2 separate regions of the Cricetulus griseus genome follow, and region 2 is linked to region 1. The links are chromatin contacts, called in public Hi-C maps. All regions are on one chromosome and are shown on one strand. The core of a region is the stretch at or near the end of the contact, and the rest is flanking DNA. Distances in the headings are between cores, read along the strand shown. Region 1 holds the start of LOC100768530 (immunity-related GTPase family M protein 1). Region 2 holds the start of Mgat1 (alpha-1,3-mannosyl-glycoprotein 2-beta-N-acetylglucosaminyltransferase).

What was found. Hi-C and Micro-C count contacts between places; a contact is called where the count stands out from the background.
Region 2: a contact with region 1 is called in a Hi-C map of liver, with 3 times the contacts expected there. The contact joins the promoter of Mgat1 here to the promoter of LOC100768530 in region 1. A contact is called at or near these places in 4 of 8 Hi-C or Micro-C datasets (the CHL-YN cell line, the CHO-K1 cell line and liver).

The regions. Positions count from the first base shown.
Region 1 is chr7:63,518,511-63,525,594 of CriGri-PICRH-1.0, forward strand. LOC100768530 (immunity-related GTPase family M protein 1) reads right to left here and starts at 2,446. Exons shown (of 2, transcript XM_027427676.2): 1 at 2,122-2,446.
Region 2 is chr7:63,774,872-63,781,955 of CriGri-PICRH-1.0, forward strand. Mgat1 (alpha-1,3-mannosyl-glycoprotein 2-beta-N-acetylglucosaminyltransferase) reads left to right here and starts at 4,870. Exons shown (of 1, transcript NM_001243980.1): 1 at 4,870-6,213. The coding sequence starts at 4,870. The coding sequence ends at 6,213.

The DNA of each region.
Region 1 (7,084 bases), core at 1,196-3,695:
CAAGAGACCAAGATGCTTCATCAAATGGTCACAAAGAGGTCCAGAGTTCAGTGGGAGGGAGAACATGGGAAAGCTTGCTGTCACGTGTTATCACACCTGCATAGAGACTGCAAGCTCTTTAAGCCAGCGACTATCGAGACCATTCAGAGTCCTCCTCCAGCTGCTGCTGCGTCAGACCTGAGATGATATGGCTTGGCCTGGCTGGTGCTTCCTGCTTCAGAGTGTCAAGGTGCCCTGAGCTGGGTATATAGGCACCATGGTGGGCTGGTATATTCTGAGGCAAAGTTGGAAGCCAGGGGAATGAAGCCAGACAAAGTCCAGGAGGACAGAACATTCTGCAATGGTGTGTGGAGATGGGGAGGGGGGCAGAAAAAAGCTGTGTGAAATTCAGTAGTGTCTTGTCCTCAAGGTAACTCTGCTCCCTTGTCCGTCATTGACCAAGGTCTCATTCTGTGTCTGCTTTACTTTACCATGAGTTTTATTCACCAGGGTAGAAGATGAGTGCAAACCATGCTTTTCTCAGAACCATTTATGTCACTGTGACTGAAGATGGGGACTTCCCACACTTGTACACCTTGTACTAGACCCTGTGGGAGGTGGTGCAGGTCAGGGCTGCACACAGGATCCAGGAACTCTTAAGATGGTTGTGTCCTGCTGCAGTCCGTGTATTACAAGTACACTGTGGACAAGCCATGGGTAACTGTGTAAAGCTGCAAGTTCCTCTGGGAGCCACTCAGGAGAGTGTTGTTGTGGATAGCCTCGGAGTACTGGTAGCTCAGGACACTGACCAGTATTTGCAAAGAACCCATAGAATTCTTTTTGAGACTCATATGCCCTCTACTTCCTTTTTTTTGAGGTTCCTTCCCAGATTATACCTCTATTTCACCCCCTCTGTAAAGGGTTAAGATGCCCATGGAAAAATGTAGATCCTTATGGATTCTGGAGGGAGCTTAAGAAGTAGATATAACTAGAGAGGGGAGCTGGGCCTGGAAAGAAGAATCAGACCCCATGAGCAGTGTCTTTGGAGTCTCCCAACAGACACAGAACTGAGAGCATGCTCACACACACTTGTCCATAGCTGCATGGAAGTGGTAGGTACCACACAATTCACTCTGGCACTGCTTTATTCCATTTAATTCACTGAACTGAGTTTTACTATTTTCTACTCCAATTAATTAATTAAATTGAAAACATGCTTATTATAACCTACTAAATAAATTTCATGGCTTACCTGATGCAAAATGAAGCACATTTACAAGTGGTTTTATTTTATTTTATTTTTTGTGTAGGGCTCTATGTAGTTCATACATCACACAACTTTTATGGATCTCCATCAGAAAGACTCATGGAAATGTGGGAACCAGAGTAGACTAGTAATGAACCTAAAATCAAGGATTTTTGTGAACTAATATCCTTGTGTGTTCTAAAACCCTCATTTATTCCTTATTCCTTATTTGATCACTATTAGGAAAGACTGAGAGAAAACTCAAGATGTTTATTTATCTCTGGAAAGTGTGCTAAACTTCCTCAAGGTGAATGGGGACAATACTGAGCCCAGCTGCTCGGGAAGATAGTGTTTGAAAAGTTAGTTAATTTATAGATTAGTCAATGAGTTGGTACCTTAAACAGAGCCACTCCAATGCAAATAAGACATTTAGATGGAGTCACACAAAAAGGTCACTAAGGTACCTTATATTAAAACCCACCCTGAGGTCTAGACAAAAAACAACTCTTTTTTTTTCATATTTTACATTTATCTTAGATATTGCCTATGCTCCATTCTGATCTTAAGAATTTACTCTTGTAGAGAAATGAAGAGGTGCTATCTTAGATCCTAAGAGAATACGGGCTGGCATACTCTGCCCTCTTTCTTCAAATTTAGCCACTATTAGAAGACCCACAGGCTAGGATTATGCTGGTGGCTTGGATGGATTTAAGCAGCAAAGATATTGCAGTGCTGTGTGGTACTGAAGACAGTCAGAGAGAGGCCCTGCCTAAGCAAAATAGGCCATATCACAAGGTTCCAAGACTTGGTGTCATAGTTCTACTTTTCACTTCGTAACGACAGAAGTTGTGGGAGATTGGCAGTGAACAAGATGCACTAACGAGGCTTTTACTTACCGGCTCCAGAGGAGGGATTATGTGGGGTCCAGATGTTAGCTGCCTTCCAGAAGAATCTTGCTGTCCTCCAGCAGTTCTCTATGGAGCGATCTAGAACTGGAATGCAGACCCAGGATGTTCAGAGATGAGTTGCAGAGGTCTGGAGTTCTTCTAAGACACTGTCATGAAGGAGTAGGAGCTGGCTGACCGAGTGAGTGGATTTACTGCCTTTCTGCCTCTTGTATCTGTGCAGACCTTGTTTTTTTGCAGTTGCTATATCTGAGTCCTGCTTGTCAAGGCTGGGACGGGGAGTAGGTTTCAGTTTCAATTCCTGGAAACAGCTGGTTTGAAGGATTAGACTGGGCAGGGTACATAGTATTCGTCAGAGAGTGGGCAGAGCACTGCTGGGCTGATCTGAGTTCAACATAAGTGGGGGTGGGGGAGTAGGTGGGGGGATGGGGACTTGAGTCAGGGGTTTGTCATGTCTGCTGAGAGACCTTGACAGCCACCCTGTGCTTGCACCTGTTCCTTCTTTACATGGACACCACCCGGGCAATGCTAACCTTCAGAACTGTAAACACTGGCCCCTTAGGTGCTTGGAGACAAGGGCTGCAACCTAGTTCTGTGTGATTGTTTCCCGTGGTTGCCAGCTCACTTGATTATCCTAACCTCACTGTCTTCATCAAGGAGAAAGCCAGAGCACCAGGGAGTGGGGGAATCAGGCTCTAGTCCTCGCAGTCAGTGTTTGAGTGGGAAGTGGGTCTGAGCTGAGAGGGCATATATCTTTTCCCTAAGATCCAGGAGTTAGTTTATTAGAGTTGGACACCTGAGCAAAAGCAGGAATTGGAGACTCTGACCCTGGCATAGAAGCACTGACCCCCATGTGTTGTTTTCATGAAGAAAAGCACAAGTGTTTTCTAGCAACTGGCACAGGCACAGTGACAAAGGGGACAGGCAAGAGGAGCCCTGTTGCTTTCAGAGGGTCAGGGCAGCTCTGTCATTCTCTTTGCTGCTTTTCTGTACCTACTGGAAAGTTCTCACTGCCCAGCTGAGTCAAGAGGAGCAGGGGTGTACATGCAAGCAGAACTGAGCCTGTTTCATATTCACTGTGGAGCGAGACAGGCTGGGCAGGGAGAGAGGAGGAGGCTCACACAGGCACTTTCCAGTGCCCTAAACACAACTTCTGCCAACTTTTGGGCTCAGTATTGCCCAAAGGTCTGTGAAATATAACAGACCTCTGGTCACAGGGAGCCCTTTGTCACCCCTTCAGGTGACCAGTAATGTGATCCTTTACTGATGATGGTAGCTTTCGCTTTCTCCTTCCTGGAAGAGACTGAGTTGCTAAGAAGACAAATAAGTGTGAACTTTGCCCTCCCCCCCTTTTCATTCCTGTTCTTGTTTAATGAACTGGAGGTTTTGAGTGACAGCCAGAAGCTGTCCCTCTATTTTGCTTCCCTCTAAGCCCTTGGCCTGGGGAGAAATCAGGCTACTGCTAGTCTCTGGCTGATTTCGATCTTTGTCTATAGAGACTGGTAGGGGCTGTCTATCGTCCTGCCTTCTTTATGTGATTTCCATAAGAACAAATAGGAAAAGGTCTCAGGGCAGTAAAGGAAGATCAGAAGGAGAGTTTCTGGAACCTTCTATGTCAGTGAGCCAAAATTCCAACCCAATCCTCTCATGCTCTTGCTCCTGGGTAGGAACCAAGGCTGACACAGCAGGACTTGTATGATTGGGCATCAGGGAAAGGCTCCTTAAGGCAGGATGACATAATGGCTGGATGCAGTGTGTGAGCACAGAGGATAATCAGAACACAGGCAGCCTGTCCTTGAAAATGCCGTTTGTATTTGGGTGAGGCAGTCTGGAGTTAGACCTCCCTGACGAGGCTAGGCTGAGGGTTAACTTCAGGTGGTTGCATGTTTAGAAGCTTCGTGGGTAAACTGGGCCATGGGGACACATGCATAATCTAATCAGTTGGGAGACAGAGGTAAGAAGAGCTTGAGTTGCAGACTTCTACCTTGTATTATAATAGCAAGTTCCAGGCCAGCTTTGGCTTCATAGTGAGACTTTTCTTTTTGTTTTTTTTGTTTGTTTGTTTTTTTGAGACAGCATCTCTCTGTGTAGCCCTGGCTGTCCTGGAACTTGCTCTATAGACCAGGCTGGCCTCGAACTCATAGACATTCACCTGTCTCTGACTCCTCAAGTGAGATTAAAGGCATGCACCACCACACCCCAGCAAGATTTTTTTAAAAAAAGATTAATTTATTTTATGTATCCAAATGTTTTGCATGTGTGCATATGCACACTGTGTGTGTGTCTGGTGCTTTCATAGGTCAGAAGAGGATGCTAGATCCCCTGGAACTGGAGTTAAGGACAGTTGTAAACCACCATTCAGGTGCTGGGGACTGAGCCTGGGGTCTTTTGCAAGAATAGAAAGTGCTCTTTTTTGTTTTTTGAGATAGGGTTTCTCTGTGGCTTTGGAGGCTGCCCTGGAACTAGCTCTTTATAGATCAGGCTGGTCCCAAACTCTGCCTCCCGAGTGCTGGGATTAAATGCATGCGCTACCATCACCTGGCTGAAAGTGCTCTTTTTGAAAAATGTTTTTGGAGATCGAATCTCACTGTGGCCCCCATGGTCTAGAACTCTCAATGTAGACCAGGCTGGTCTTGAATCCACAGAACTCCACCTGCATCTGCCTCCTGAGTGCTGGAACTAAAGGCATGAGCTACCATGACCAACACAGACCCTTAACATCTGAGTTATTCAAGATCCTACTTCAATAGGCTTTTGTTTTGATTAATCATTAATTCACTGTAGATAGAAAGGGAAGGTCAACGACCATAAAACACACAGTCCTCTTGTTTCTCTGTTTACTTTCTCTGATACTGATGTGACGGTGGGAACTGCCTTTCTCTTGCCCCTCCCCCCTTTCGTTCAATAATGATATCCTGGTACTGTTCCTCCATTGCCACACCAGGTTACACTTCACAGAAAGATTCATGCTGATTCACTCTGGCTTATCTGGGCCTTGTACATTGCTGGCTGACCTGTCAGTCACAATATCACACCTATCATATGTGGAGGCATGCCCTTGTGCAGACACATGCACAAATCCGTATCCACATGCACACACACACACACACACACACACACACACACACACACACACAACTTGCAGCCACAGAGCCTTGTACCCACTATTGTGACAGGCTAATGAAGTCATCCTCCAAAGCATCCATCCTTTGCTTTGTGACTATAGAAAGGGACCTAGTATTTCTGTCAGGTGTAATGTAGGTATTTCAGCTCCAAGCTCAGCAAACTTAGTTTCTCATGGATATTATTATTATTATTATTATTATTATTATTTTGGTTTTTAGAGGCAGGATTTCTGTGCAGCCCTGGCTGTCTTGGAACTCTGTAGACCAGGCTGGCCTTCAACTCAGAGATCCACCTGCCTCTGCCTGCTGGAGTGCTAGGATTAAAGGCATGCACCATCGCCACCACCAACCAGTTGTCCTTGTTCTTATGTGTGACACCGACTCACTCACAGAAGGCTTGTCTACTGCAGCACGGATGATGCTCTGACAGTAAGGGCTTCCTGGTTTCCTGCTCTCACAGAGTTAAGGACACATGCTATTCTTTCCTCTCACAAAGCACCCACAGAGGTATTCTATCACATGCTGTCATGCTTAGAGCTCTAGTTATCATGAAGACACAGCTCAATTCTTCAGCATACAGAACTGTACTTTGTCTACCACAAGGAAAGCATGGTGTTTACAAGTTGGGGATCAAAAAGGAGTTTACCTCTTCTGCAGCTGTTCCCTCCTGGCTGTGACCTCATACTGGATGCTGGACTCAGTGAACTTAGGAAGTGTGTGCAACAGAATCTCACCTGGTTTGGAGGAGGTGGTTTCTCTCAGCACTTCCTGGCGAGGCGGAGCAGTTTCTCTCTTCGTCGCCTTTTCAAAATCTCATTTACTTGTCTGCTATCTCGGCTTTTATCATTCATGACAAGATCATTTTGCAGTTGCGAAGTAATTGCCTTTCCATTCTCTGAAGGGATAGAGAGTGGGGTTATTTTCTTGTGTAATATTTTAGTTTTCTAATAATGAACACATTTTGGCCTGGCTCACATATTTCACATAAAAAATGTCTCTCTTAGGGATAACCAGTTTTCTCTAGGGATGAGACTCTTGATGGGTTATCTAGTCCCAAGTGATCAGCCCTGAACACTTACATGGACAAGCAAGCGTGAGTGTGTGTTTGTGTGTGTGTGATGTATGTATGTGTGTAGCAATAATTAAAGAAAAGGGGTTATAAGTCTTAGATGAAGTTGAGGATTGTGGGAGAAGTCAGAGGGGGAAATGGAGGTATGAAAATGATGTAAATAGAGTATGGAAGTCTCAAAAAATGTTAAATTAAAAAAAAAAAAAAAAGGACATACAAAAAGTTCTTTCCTGATGTAGCCGGTAGGCGTCACTATGGTCCCATTTTTCATTCTCTCTAGCACTACCAGCTCAGCATCTATCCATGTGAAAACTGTGGACAAGGACGGTGTGAGGTGTGATTAAGGGTGATTAAGGGTAGGAGTTCACAGGCTCAGTCATGTGACTTTTCTGGAGAGATGGGAACAGTCACCTCTTCCCCCCAGATACAGCAAAGATGTTTCCTCCAAGCCTGTCTTAGTCAACCAGCAAACATTCTGGGGTGATTTGCAGAAGCTTGGGTGACTGAAGTCTGTGGCCTCACTGAGAGAGCCATCCACTGGGGGTGATGACACGTGAACACTGCATCCTTGGAAGCTCCTGTGCAAGGTGTAGACAGCTAGCTCTACTGCAGAAAGTCTCCTCTTTCCTAGCAAGTGTTTTTGCTGCTCATATAACCTTGGGGGAAGGATGTGTGAGTCTTGACCCCTTGAGCTTCTTGAGTATCTAATTTTCCTTAGGTCCTTGGGTTTTATGAGCCTCTCTCCTCCCTTCAGGAGGGA
Region 2 (7,084 bases), core at 3,620-6,119, 260 kb after region 1:
GTGTGGAGCAGGGACCCCCCAAAGAGGTGCAGAGCCTCCCATTTTACAAAATGTGATACAGAGGGGCTGTGACCCACCCAATCGGTGTCTCCATGTCAGCCTTATGCTGAAGCTTCATTTTCGTAAACCTTTGCTACTGTAATGGCTTTTTTGCTTGAGAACATCGTTGGCCCGTTTTATCGTCTATTTTAATACTATCTATACTAGAGCATCCTTGGTTCTGGGGTCTTCCCATTTTTAGACACTACTTCTTGATCTTTTAGTATGAAGGTCACTAATAATGGTGGCATTGCATCCCTGTTTCTCAGAAGGCTCCACCACAGTGTGTTCAAACTCTGTGGCATGTGCAACAGGTTAAACTCATTTTCTACTTAGGACGTTAGGGAGTTATCATTCTCATCCAGACATCAGGGACCTTGGAAATGACCAAAGTCAACTTGTCTATATACAGATGAGGAAGTGACGCAATGGTTCATCAAATTACTGGTTCAGGGGTTACAGGGCTTGCTCTTGCTGGGCTGTGGGCTGTTATTATTTTGTTGTACCAGCATTGTGTTTCTCTCTCATCTTTTATCCCAGGGTGAATAACCTGTATCCCTTCTCTCCTAGGTCTTACTCTCTACACACTTGAGTTATTTAGCATATCGACTTTTGACTCCTTTTCAGTTCTTCCTTCCCTTTGAAATTATGGAGTCTGGTACATCATACAAAGTATAACTTGTTTATTTCTGTAGCAAAATGTGAATAGACACCCAAGTTGGATGGAGAATATAAATAGCCTCACATTAGATTAGATCAGATGCCACCAAATGAGGTGCTGTGAGATTTTGTTGTCAAATGAATTTAGAAAACTGTGCTTCAGTGCATTATGGATTGGAAATGGCAGTGGAGGGATTGCATATATGTGTGGTTTCCCCACTTAAAACACTTTTTAGGCTTTAATGCACATCTGTATGTTGAAGTTATAGCTTGGCAGTGCATGGAGCTGATCCCATCCTTGTGTTGTCTCTTGCTGGTTTCACTGGTGTGGATGGTGATGGGGAGGTAGGCTATCATGATCTGAAGGCATCAAGGAAGATTTATCTTGTTGTCTATTTTGTTGTATAGCTGGCACTGTTCTAAATGCTCTGTGGGTTATCTCAACCAATTCTTAAAGCAACTTGCTGAATTATTTCATGATGGTTTCCTTCTTAGAGGTGAGTCTTAGCGATGTGGAAAAACACAGCATGATGGCAAGCATTGCTGTCTGGCTTCATGTACATATATGCTGTGTCCTTCTTATGGTGTCTGAAAGGATTCAGAGCAGTGCTCCTGGGAGGGGCTTGTCTACACTGCCAGCCGAGGCCAGACATGGCAACTGCTGTAGAGTGTATCATTGGTGGTCAGTGTGTGTTCATACACTACTAACATCCAGACATAGCGGAATATCCTACCCTGGAGAATATGTGGGAATGACACAGGGAATCTTGATGAGTCTCTGTGGAGAAGCAGGTAGGGCTTCAGAAGGGCAAAACAAGCAAGTGCTGGTGAAGAATTCATAGGGAAAGGCTGGGGAGGAGGGCAGGAAGGAACCAAGAGCCTGAGGGAGGTTTTCCTATGAGCCCTCAGGCCACTCTAAATGTTCTTAGGCCTGCTAAAACTCCTACTGACAGTCTTGCTTTATCTGCATGCTAGTGGGGGCATTGCACCCAGTTCAACATCTAGAGAAAATGAAGTCATTTGAAGGTAAAGTCACTTGAAGGTGATTTTTTTGAGGTTTTGCCACCAGCCTGAAAATTTGCAGGTAGGTTTGAAGGGGAGTGAAGGGGAACCTGGTAACAACTCCCCCAAGACTCTAGTGTATTGAAGTAGAGACGTAATGCCACAGCAGAGTGGAAATGACCTAAGGTTTCTGTGAATACTGGCATTCTGGAACTTTGGGGGTGGTTGGTTTCTAGGAGGAAGAACAATGGCTGGGGTAGACAGGGGCTTAGGAGGACAGGACCCAGACTACAGGGCTTGTAGAGAGTAATCTAGGACAGAGATCTAGGTGTGAGTGCAGAGGAATGCAGGGTCAGTGAGACCATGGCTTTTTTTGTGTGTGTGTGTGTGTGTGTGCCTTGCCCCCCTTCAAGAGCCTGGCTGGAGCAGGTATGTGATTGAGGGATTCAAGGTAAAACTGGTCATCTCTGACTGAATGTGCCCAGCTGGGGCAATGCTAATGGATGAAGTTATGCAGATAGAGTCCATATTGCCTTATTTTCTTTTTTAAAGAAACTTTATTTGGAAATAGTACAAAGGTGTCTCAGGGATAAAATGGCCCTTCAGAGTGACATCTGGATGGATGGATACTCAAATTCATCTGTTATTAATGTTATGCCCCATTCAGCCTGTACAGTTATGCTATTTTCTATTTTGAACTACTTGAGGGCATCTGCCATGGACCTTTGCCTCTAAATATTTCAGTGTGTATTCCCTAAGGATTGGGATGCTCTCATACATACCTCATACTTTAACTTACTGTCTATATCAATTTTACTTTGCATATGAATTAGTGTCTTAAAATTTTTTTGATCTATTTTTGTATTTTATGTGTATGAGTGTTTTGCCTACTTGTATGTATGCATTCATGGTGCCTTCAGAGGTTAGAAGAAGACATCAAATCCCCCGGAACTGGAGTTGTGGATGGTCATGAGCAACTTTGTGAGTGCTGGGATCTGAACCTCTGCAAAAGCAACAAGTGCTCTTAACCACTGAGCCATCTCCAGCCCCTTAGTGTCTTTTTGTGTAGGAAAAGTTTTGTTGATGTATAATTGGCACAGGGTAAACCACATGCATTTAAAATATACTATATATATATATATATGCATATATATATATATAAAACTATCATCATAATCAACATAATAATCAAGACAGCAAACATATCCACTCACCCCAGTTTACTGATGTTCTCCAGCCCTAAATTGAGAACTTAGGTTCTTCAGTTGTCACTAAGAGACATAAGACAGGTTTTAATTTTTTTCTTGCCAGTCTCATGAGTAATGTTTAGTTTGCATTTTGCTTATACTTGAAGTTGAGCATTTTCTGATATGTGTAAGGACTGTATGTATTTCTTATGAGCTACCCTTCCAGGCTCATTTTCTATAGAGTTTGTTTTTCCCTCCTTTTCCTCTGTTATTTGAAATTCTTCCCCTATTGTGGTATTATGTATCTGTGGATGATGCTGCAGAAGTGCTCAGTCTGTCCTTTTTCCTTGTGCTGTTTCTCCTCATGTAAAAGTTTTTCAAATAAGGGGAAATAATCAGTTTGCTTTTGTTGCACTAATATTTCGACTCAAATTTAGAAAGCCTTTCTTGGCACCCATGTTTTATCCTACACTTTAGGTTTGTTTTGTTTTTACTTTTTTTGAATTTCTGGTGTGATTGGAAATTATCCATATATAGATGAAATTTTACATTTATATTTTTCCAAATTCCTGTAAAATTGTTAGTCTTGTTCTATTCCATCAGTCAGTCTATTTATAACAGTCTAATTGCAGACCTTTAGTGGTTATTATTTTGTTATCTCATTGAAGAAGCTCTTCTTCACCACTCAGTTTTGCAAATATTCTTGTGTTTGCTTCTTCATGAGAGCTTTAGTGACATTTTGTGTAGCTCCAGACAAAAGCATTTTTATTGAGTTTTTGATGTCCAGTGTGGTTACCAAGAAAAGGGGTATTGGAGTATTCTATTTTTCAGGAATTGTTATTTTATTTCACACAGGCTTTTGAATGCTTAAGTTTGTTTTTAAATATTTGTTTTCATGGATTTTGCATAGGATTTTTCTTTACTACTTCTAGTTATTTATTATTTGTGGATATGAAGACCATTGTGTGTTAGTATGTTAGTTGTTTTTACCATTGATAACTGTATGACTGTGTTTCTAGAAACTCTCACAGCATCAGCAAACAGATAGTTTTACTTCGGCCCTTAGTTGCTTCACTTGTATTGGCTGATTAGTAACCATTGAGATTGTGGGCAGTGTGACGTTTAAGATCAATATCATTACTATTGTGCAGATGTATATATCTTGCATTGGTTGTATCTGCTGTCTCTACTGCCCTGTCTTACTTTCCCTTCTCATTCCTTCCTGGCTCTCAGGCTCCTTCCCCTTCCCTGTGTCCCTCTAATACTTTCCTTCTTTGTGGTGCTGAGGCCAATTCCATAACTTGGGTATTCTGGGTAGTGCCTCCATAAGCATGAGTTTACTCCAAAAGCCTGACTTTACTTCTGGCATCATTGTATTAAACAGAATAATCAGACACAGAAAGGCAAACATTTTATCTCACTGTGTTTCCTTACTAAGTCAGGTATGATACTGGATTTTTTTTTTTTTTTTAATCAGTAATTCTATGGCAGCTTGACTTGAGAAATGGGCGTTAAATGGTCTTACCTCTCCCTCCTGAACTAGATAGACTCTGGCTGAAAGACACGAGGTGAGATCTGTCTGGTAGGTACCAGGAGTTGCAGTTTTTCTTTCTTTTTTTTTTTTTTTCCCAGTTCTGTTCCACTAGCATCTTTCCTTGCCTCCTTGTCATGCTAACATTGTTTTTCTGAGGACCCATTAGCTCATTTGAAGTGAAGAGCATGCTGTCCTAACCCTGCAGTCAACTGCCTTACTTCCCTTTTTCCTTAGTTTCTCACCTGTGCCTATCCTCTTCCCTGTGGCATGTGGAATTATTATACATGCTTGAAGTAACAGTTGGTTTTCTCTCTCCTCTCTTTAGGTACATGGCTTCTTCCTAGTCCCAGCCCAGAAGAATAAACCCTTAGACTGGGGAAGTGAGCCAGGCAAGCCAAAGGCAGCCTTGAGCCCTCCCCTTGCCTGCCCTCCCCTGTGGGGGCCAGGATGCTGAAGAAGCAGTCTGCAGGGCTTGTGCTTTGGGGTGCTATCCTCTTTGTGGGCTGGAATGCCCTGCTGCTCCTCTTCTTCTGGACACGCCCAGCCCCTGGCAGGCCCCCCTCAGATAGTGCTATCGATGATGACCCTGCCAGCCTCACCCGTGAGGTGTTCCGCCTGGCTGAGGACGCTGAGGTGGAGTTGGAGCGGCAGCGGGGGCTGTTGCAGCAAATCAGGGAGCATCATGCTTTGTGGAGACAGAGGTGGAAAGTGCCCACCGTGGCCCCTCCAGCCTGGCCCCGTGTGCCTGCGACCCCCTCACCAGCCGTGATCCCCATCCTGGTCATTGCCTGTGACCGCAGCACTGTCCGGCGCTGCTTGGATAAGTTGTTGCACTATCGGCCCTCAGCTGAGCATTTCCCCATCATTGTCAGCCAGGACTGCGGGCACGAGGAGACAGCACAGGTCATTGCTTCCTATGGCAGTGCAGTCACACACATCCGGCAGCCAGACCTGAGTAACATCGCTGTGCCCCCAGACCACCGCAAGTTCCAGGGTTACTACAAGATCGCCAGGCACTACCGCTGGGCACTGGGCCAGATCTTCAACAAGTTCAAGTTCCCAGCAGCTGTGGTAGTGGAGGACGATCTGGAGGTGGCACCAGACTTCTTTGAGTACTTCCAGGCCACCTACCCACTGCTGAGAACAGACCCCTCCCTTTGGTGTGTGTCTGCTTGGAATGACAATGGCAAGGAGCAGATGGTAGACTCAAGCAAACCTGAGCTGCTCTATCGAACAGACTTTTTTCCTGGCCTTGGCTGGCTGCTGATGGCTGAGCTGTGGACAGAGCTGGAGCCCAAGTGGCCCAAGGCCTTCTGGGATGACTGGATGCGCAGACCTGAGCAGCGGAAGGGGCGGGCCTGTATTCGTCCAGAAATTTCAAGAACGATGACCTTTGGCCGTAAGGGTGTGAGCCATGGGCAGTTCTTTGATCAGCATCTTAAGTTCATCAAGCTGAACCAGCAGTTCGTGTCTTTCACCCAGTTGGATTTGTCATACTTGCAGCGGGAGGCTTATGACCGGGATTTCCTTGCCCGTGTCTATAGTGCCCCCCTGCTACAGGTGGAGAAAGTGAGGACCAATGATCAGAAGGAGCTGGGGGAGGTGCGGGTACAGTACACTAGCAGAGACAGCTTCAAGGCCTTTGCTAAGGCCCTGGGTGTCATGGATGACCTCAAGTCTGGTGTCCCCAGAGCTGGCTACCGGGGCGTTGTCACTTTCCAGTTCAGGGGTCGACGTGTCCACCTGGCACCCCCACAAACCTGGGAAGGCTATGATCCTAGCTGGAATTAGCAGCACCTGCCTTTCCCTGCTGGATCTGCTTGTCATATCATGAGCTGAGACAGGCCTGCAGTCCCTGAGCTGTACCATCCTGTCCCTGTTTCCCTCTTGGGTCTATATATCTCCTATTTCTGTGCCCCCCTCCCTCCCTGTGGCATTCTAGTGCATAAATCATGATGAGGGTTATACTCCTGTTGTCCAGGGAGTCATCAGGAGAACTATTGTGTGGTGTAGTTGGGGGTATTGAACAAGAAACCACTGTGTGGTATGGGGAGGCTTGGGCTTGTTGGGGCCAAGGAGTCCTGAGTTCTCTGGAAGGGCATCGCAGAGAGCTTGGCAACTCGAGCTCTCTTGACCAAGCCTGTTGACCCTAACCTGGCTCCTGTTAAATGTGAGCTCACCTTGTGCACCTGTTCTTCCATTCTCCACCTTCCCCCAGTGTGGGGCTGGGATATGGAAGAAGGATTGGGTTTGTGGCCAAATGAGACTAACCAAAGGGGTTTCACTGTCAGGATCAGATTGGAGTTGTTGAGGTGCCAGGGTTCAGGGCCTCCTGACGTCTTTTATTGCTGACTCTCTCAGTGCTCTTCTACAATGGAGCAGTTTGTGGCTGTGAGATGGGAAGTGCTCGAGCCAGGTGTCAGGAAGATGTCGGGAGGAAAGCTAGTACGTGGGCACCCCTCCTTTTTGGAAGTCAGTTCCCTCGTTCTTTAGGAGGATTTGGTGCCAGCCTAGAGGAAGATGAGGACTGACTTCTGTGCCTCTTTTCCCCTGGGGTTTGGTGAGGAGGCTCCTCTCTGAGGGCTGGCTTTTGGTGGCTGTCTCAGAGCAAAGTACACCAATAGCTGAGACCAGGACATCTCTGGCCCCAAAGCAGCTCCTG